Regions from separate parts of the Capsicum annuum genome. Here region 1 is linked to region 2. Evidence: chromatin contacts called from public Hi-C data. All regions are on one chromosome and are shown on one strand. The core of a region is the stretch at or near the end of the contact, and the rest is flanking DNA. Distances in the headings are between cores, read along the strand shown.

Region 1 (3,769 bases), core at 108-2,607, 420 kb before region 2:
AAAAAACAATACCTTTTCTCTGTGTCAATATTCATCACTGAGCTCCAAAATGTTCGATTGTCTTCACCTCCGAGATTCTCAAACCCCAATTTCAAGGTAAAAATCTCAAAATCCTACATTCATGCAACACTTTATCAATGCAAAGAATGATAATGAGATTTTTACATCCTCATTACCAAATTTGTTCTACACCATTTTTACCGAAGTCCTTAGTTCACAAGAAATGGTACGGTACTTTGGACAAAGTTTCTATTCTTCAACACAATTGCTAACCCTCTTAGGTAACTGAGTTTTTTTCGAAGAACCTATATATACATACATAAGATCTTAGCCCATGAAAAGAGAGAGCATTAAAATTGAAAAGGAAAAGGGTGTAAGATTTTGCATACAGTTCAAAAAGAAAAAGCATCAAAATTGAAAAGGAAAAGGGGTGTAAGATTTTGCATACAGTTTAACTAGACAAACCATGGAATTTTTTCCTTATTGGAGCAGATGAAAAGGGCAAAATGGACACGTGAAGTGAAAAGAACAAAGTAAATAGGTGGCATAAGAAATGTGAATTTACTAGTGTACCCTTGATAGTCACCCAAAACTTCACTTATATAAAGTAGAAACTAGTAGATCCATACAGAGAAGCAACATACAATATTTACGGTGGGTCTTGATAACATACTTTTTCTTCACTTTCAAAATAGTTAGACCCTTATTAATTGGATATATTTTTTTTAAAAAAAGTTATTAAAAATTTATTTTATTAAATTAACCTTATTAATTATGCTTTGAAAATTTAAATTTGAATGTATACAATTTATTTAGTTATTTATTAATAAGATAGCATTGAAATAACACAATAATATTTTCTTGATTTCATAAAAGGAAAAACTAAATTGTAACAAATGTTTAGAAAAAGGGTCAATTATTTTGAAATAAAAGAAGTACATGAAGCTAATATATATTACTCCTTTCATTTTATTTTATTTGTCTTGTTGACTTGACACACGTTTTTTTTTTTAAAAAGAACAGTCCGGTGTACTAAAGCTACCGCTATGCACGGTGGTCGGGGAAGGCCCCACCACAAGGGTGTATTGTACGCAACCTTACCTTGCATTTCTGCCAGAGGCTGTTTCCAAATCTTGAACCCGTGACCTCCTGGTCACATGACAACAACTTTACCAGTTACAACAACTTTACCAGTAATTTTTTTAATTAAGAATATATTCTTATTAAATTAACTTTATTAATGACTCTTTAAAACTCTAGATTAATTATTTTTACTTTATATTATTATTTAATAATAAAGATAAAAAATAAAAAAAAAATAAATAAAATTCTGCTCATTGAAGTAACTATTTTAGTATGGGATAAAGGTATAACGGGATGCAGCAACATTCTTCCCACTCTTTAATCTCCTTAAATATTTTTGTTGATAGCTCATTAAAATAGGGAGGTTTTCGTCATTTCAATTTTCAACCCAAAAATTTTCAAATTCATTTTGCTCCTGCAACTCCTCTCCCTCCCCATCGTGAACGACAGCTCACAACAAAATAATATAACACCAATCAGAAATTAAAGATTCCTTCCAATGGAGTTTGGGATCCAGCTTAAGTTAATTAGAACTTATTATAATTTTGATCTTCTTGATCCTTGGAAAAAATAAATGAAAGGGGATCAATTTGAAAATAGGAACGTTTACCATTCTTTAACCTAATTATTGGGGATAGAGAGATAGTGGGAGTTGGCCCAAATTTGATTCCTTAGGATCTAATCTTTCTGTTATGCACCTTTTCCATGAACAAGTATTGAATGTGAAGTTGAGATTAGAGAGAAAAAAATGAAAGTGAAAGATACAATGAGTAAGAGTTTAGTGTGTTTAGCAGTGTTCATTTTGTTTCTGTTTGGTTCATTGTTGTACACGGGAAGAATAGATTACAGATCAAGTTTTTCGCTATTCGATTCCCCGCTGAGTAAAGCTACGCCCTGCTTCACTGAATCGGAACCTCTGAAGGTTTACATGTACGATCTAGAGATGAAATACAACGTTGGTTTGTTGAAAGGCTCACATTATAATGCTGCTCCTGTGACTATTGAGACTTTGCCAGAGTGGCCAAAATATACGGGTTTGAGGAAACAACATAGTGTGGAGTATTGGATGTTGGCCTCATTGTTGTATGCAAGTAATGATGAAACCCGAGAGGCTGTTAGGGTTTTGGATCCAGAATCAGCTGATGTATTTTTTGTGCCTTTTTTCTCTTCCTTGAGTTATAATACTTACTATAGACATGGGAATGATTCAGAGGTCAAATTTGATGATCAATTGCAGGTGATCTCTTACCTACTATTTATGTTTTTCCTTAAGGACTTATTTCTTTTGAGCTTGCTTATTCACATGATATCTTCTGTCTGATTTGCATCTTCAAATTTATCTCTAATGATTCTCGTATTAGAATGATTTTATTGTCGTAATTCTCTTGAATGCTTTGTTCTTGTCCTTACACTTAACATTAGTTCCATCTGAGACAAGTGCAATTTTTTCTTTTTCATTTGTTTTCCTTGATAATTAAGCATAATTGTGCACTAGAACCTCTCTTTCTGTTACCTAATACACAGAGGATTTATATCTCCGACCCAAATAGTTTGGGTTGAGGTGTAGCTGAGTGATGATTTGTTTCTAGTATATTATCTGTCTCAAAAAACTTTTGTGTTCTTCATTTACACGCCCCCGTAATAGAAGAGGTGTGTTTGACTATTTTACCCTTATTTCTATCTTAAATAAAATCCCTCTTCATTGAATGTTTACTTATGTATTTTCCATAATTGAGGTATTTGTAGTCTTTCAGCTACAATTACTAAGGGTAAAATGGAAAAAATAATTAATTTTGTCTTGAACTTCTAAACTTAAAAATATTTTTGGGATAGATATTTTTACTATGACAAGGATTTTGAGAGGGAGGGAGTATTGATAAGGAATGCAAAACGATTAGTTGCTTTTGTCAGATTTGATTTTCCAATGAAGCTTATGTAAGAGCTTTTTTTCCTCTGTACGGCTTTCTGTTAGTTACATTACCACACTTCCTTCTCTTTATGAGACTTATTAGTTAGAGTCAAACTCTAGGGCCAAGATATTTCAACTGTAAATATGTCCTGTTAATTGAAAAGAAAGAAGATCTTTGTAAGTATCGTTTCTGTTTTACCAGACATTTTATTGGCAACAAGACAGTTCCTCACAAGTATATGATGAGAAAAAGATATCATAGCTCTCAACAAGAAATCTTGTTGAGGAATAGCATTTTGTTCCCATTTCTTTTTATGTACCCCATGAGGTTTCAATATGTATGGGAGATTATCTTTTGTAGAGGATCATATTCTTATACAGGTTCTCTACTTTTAGTGTTTTTCTTGAATACATGATTTCTTTCGATTATTAATAAGCTTAACTTAGCTTATCTAAAAACTAAAGAGAAAATATTGTACCTCATACTTAAGATGGTCAACCTGGAAAATAATAGCTGTTAGAAATCCAAATTCTAGTTAATGAGACCCTTAAAAACTTAAACCTGACTGTACGTTGTCTGGCAATTTACCTGTGACAGTGGAACAGCGAAGGCTTCTAGCAATTCATAGAGCAGCTTAAAGAAGCTGGCTATTTGAATTATTCAACTACATGTTTGGTAAGACACTTGAGATAATTTTCTATGTACATTTTGTTAACTCCACACTCCTTCCACTTAGGAAAACTCGACCTATTTAGACTCTTATGAAGATGAATAGA
Region 2 (4,007 bases), core at 704-3,203:
CTTAGTTGTACCTGGGTGAATAAAATATCTAGAATTGTGAACCTCACATAAAAACTAATTGAATCAAGTCATGAACCCTTGGAACACAACTGCAGCTACTGAATCGCAAAACACCCTCAGAATCTATGGTATCCCTCTTGGACTCACTACTCAACACCTTATCATGAATGATGCAAAGTCTCATTTCCTCAAACTGACGACTCTGAATCAACTCAAATAGCAAAGACCTTGCCTCAACACTATCAAGAACCCTATTAGGGTCTAAAATATCAAGTTGCACCATTAAGTTTGCTAAGTACTGGATGTCCCATGCCAATGGACTCTAAGAAACTAAGATAGAAATAAAACTACCCATACTCACCACCATCCAGGTCAAGGTATCGGCCACTATGTTCACCTTGCCCCAATGATACAAAATAGAGATGTCATAATCCTTATAAAACTCTATCCATCTACGCTTCCTAAAATCAAGCTCTCTCTAGGTCATAAATACTGAAGACTAATTGATGATAATCGCATTTGTTTGAAATATTACGATTAGCTTTTTTATAGTTGTCTTTCTTCTTCTTATCCTATTTGATCCCTCTTGTTCTTCCATCATGTTTTGACATTAGTGCATGATTAATTTCTTTTGTAAAACTTATATACTAACTTGTCTAATGATTCTGAATTCTTGCTTTAATATGATACGCTTCTATTCTTATTCTTGTTGTGAACTTTTTTCATGCTTTAATGCCTATTTGTTATGATCCCTTTTTAATGATGCTAAAGGAAGGAATATTAGTATGATTGTGTGTGGTTGGTGAAAGGAGGAAGATTGCTAGTGATAGGGGGAACTAGTGATTGTGGATAGTTGCATGGTGAAAGGCAAAACATGAAATAGTTACATGTACTACAAAAGGATCAATGTTTGTCATCATCAAAAGGGGGAATTCTGGGTTCCAACCTTGTTCTTATTATGCTCAAGTATTGATGATTTATAAACCTCATCACTAAAACCTGGTCCATACCCATCTTCTATGAGTTATATGTTGGTAATTACCTAACCTAGTGGAAGGACTAGTTACGTCAACTAGTGTCCCAGTGTGCAGGTTTGCAGTTGTGCACATTTGTCTTATATTCCAATTGTCTAGTACTCTCTGAACAGTTTTAATACATTAATGGGACGAATCCTCAGTGGTCCTTTTTCAGCATCCACCAATGAGGAAGTTTCTATTCCAATGCTCATCATATATATATATTCATCTTCCTTAAGGAGAAAATCTCAAGCTTGTGCACAAATCCAAAAAGTATTTTTTCTCAAGCAAAGACCTTACCTCAACCGATATTGCAAGACCTAACAATTTAGAAATTCCTTGCTCATAGTGATATATGATTGTGTTTCTAAGTTGATTGAGGTTTTTTTTGGTATTACAATTGTAAACTCACATCTCATTTTAGAGAGTACAGTGAGCATTTTTCATCTAACGTTTTTTTCAAATATAAGTTGTTTTCATAGCTAAAGGTAGCTAATGGAGTTCTCACAGTAGAGGTACTATGAGGGTGTGCTACAATAGAGTTATTGCAAGGTTGTAGGAACTAAGAGGTTAATTTCTAGGTTGTAATTGAAGGTTTCTCGAAGTTTAGTGAAGGTTGATGGTGAAATCCTACTGAGGTAGGTCGTGGTTTTAATTACTCTCTTAAGTAAGGAGGTTTCTATGAAAACATCCCTTGTCATTTACTTTAATGCAATTTCTCTTTGTGTTCTTACTGTTCTTCAATATTATCATAAAGGTACTTGATATCAAATCAGGTTTAGCTGTAGTGGTGGACTCTTACGAACCATCAAAATGTACAGTATAATTTCATGGTGTCATTTCATAAATTTCAAAACTTTTAAAGCAATATTCAAGTGAATAAATTATGTAAATAAGCTAATGCCTACTAACATTAAATTAAACATATGGCACATATTGAAGGGGGGAGTGAATGGGATTCGAAGCTTCACCACAAGTGAAGGACGGAGGGCCTCAACGAAACAACTCCCTCCCATCCTTATAAGTACACCAACTACATTTCTATTTAGCTCACTCAATTCAACAATCAAGTCAATCCTATATTGCATTACTCCAACTGAACATTGACATAAGGTAATGCCAGAAGAAAAAACCACATAGATGAGTTGTACAGGAGGGTTGTTTTTATTGTTATAGACGTTCAACGGCTTAAGCTTCAAAGAGGTACAAATAGGGTCCTCCCTATGCAGGCCTATTGAAGCTGTCTTTAAATTCACAACTAATTTGCAAGCAAAAAAATCTCCGTTTCTCAGAGGAGAATTGAAAAAAAATAATAATCATATTCTACTATAGTAGAAATGTGCTTACTATAGTAGAAGTGTGGAAAAAATAAAGTTATCGACATGTCTGTTTGTTGTCAAATGTTTATTAAGTGGGGTACTTTCATCACTCCGTTCATTTTGTTATCCGCGTGGAAGTGCAGACACTACTTTGATATCGTTCCATATTCTCATCAAGGAATTGGATCAAATGCTTCTCATTTATGTATATTTTTTTCATCAAGATATTTTCTTTTTCAATACTGCTATAATCATAAGGTAGTTCCCCCTCACTTTTTCCTTCTCTTTCTCTTTATCCATTCAATTTATGAATGTGATTTATAAAGGTTTTGATCAATCATATATTTTCCTTACGATTTTCTCTTCATCTTCAATTTTTAATTGATTTTTGGATTTAATTGCATAGATTAATAAAGTTTTGGTCTTTCCTTTAGTTCCACGTGTCAAACTCTGAGAAGAATAGAAATTGGGGTGAAATTTGAGATTAAAAGCTTATTAAAAATTGTAGAACCTAGATAAAATAATTCTTACATTATTTTAATACTTCAATCTTCTCCACCAACTTTTACAATCTTCAGACTATACTACTATTGTTCTAGTTTTGTTAACATCTTTTTCAATCCTCAAATTGGGGGAAGAGAGTTTTTAAATGGAGGTAGAGAGTTATCAAAGTTGCCCATTGAACCTGAAATGCTAACCATGGTGTTCTCATAACGATATGTAAGAAGTTATAAGTTTTTCAAATGTTTGTACTGTACACTTGAATTTGTTGCTAAATAACTTTGAAGTTTTAAAAATAGCGGTTGTTGAATTACATATGCTTAAAGCGTGATTAACAAAGCAGTAAAATGTTATATACATGTTAAGACGCTTAAGACGTTAGTCAAACTGTTTTGCTTCCTTTGATTATCATAGTTTAGCTTCTTTAATTTGTCTGTCTCTTTGTTCGTTTGTTATTTCGTTTGTTATTCTTGAATTCACACAACTCCTTGTTGAATGTTTTTAGCTCTTGTTTATAAAATTTCATGGTTCTTCATCTGGGTTTGCTATGCTGAATGATCTGCCCCCATGTTTCCATGTGTGGGACTCTTCAAATTCTTAATGGTGTAGATTTATTTGAAGAATGGAGAGATAAGCTTCCAACATCTTCCTTTGGTGAGTTCTCTTCCTTGATACTCTGCTCTTCGGTTTGATTTGGAATTATCTTTATAATTGAGCAGTGGATCTATATTGTTGGTTACGGGTTTGTATAAATCTTTGCTTTAACTATGAATTTATTTTAAACATGTGTTTCACTTTTATACACATGAACACTTATACTTTAAGCTCTATTTCAATCTACCTTTTTTCAAGCTTAAAAAATCTTATTGATGTTAAATTAGTTGATACATTAGAGTCGGCTGTAAATGGCAATCCTTTCGACAGTGTCTTCTTTAAATAGACATAATTCTTAATGTACAACTTGAATTAACAACTTTCTGTTTTGTTGAAAAAAAAAATAGACTCAAAGAGCTCAGTTCTATAAAACTTTTATTGGTCGACAATGTTTGGAATATGTACTGACATGGTGTAATTTATGTCGATTCAAAAATATAGATGCTTTGTTCATATGCTCTTGATATAGCTATGCAGGACAGTTTTGGATCAATAGACCAATTCGAAGGTGTATTTG

Evidence for each region. Hi-C and Micro-C count contacts between places; a contact is called where the count stands out from the background.
Region 1: a Hi-C map of placenta shows a contact between it and region 2, with 4 times the contacts expected there. The contact joins the promoter of LOC107870864 here to the promoter of LOC107870818 in region 2. A contact is called at or near these places in 2 of 5 Hi-C or Micro-C datasets (leaf and placenta).

The regions. Positions count from the first base shown.
Region 1 is chr5:90,434,112-90,437,880 of UCD10Xv1.1, reverse strand. It overlaps LOC107870864 (probable arabinosyltransferase ARAD1), which reads left to right and starts at 1,357. Exons shown (of 4, transcript XM_016717543.2): 1 at 1,357-2,320. The coding sequence starts at 1,832.
Region 2 is chr5:90,013,269-90,017,275 of UCD10Xv1.1, reverse strand. It overlaps LOC107870818, which reads left to right and starts at 1,953. Exons shown (of 3, transcript XR_007055799.1): 1 at 1,953-2,219; 2 at 3,446-3,490.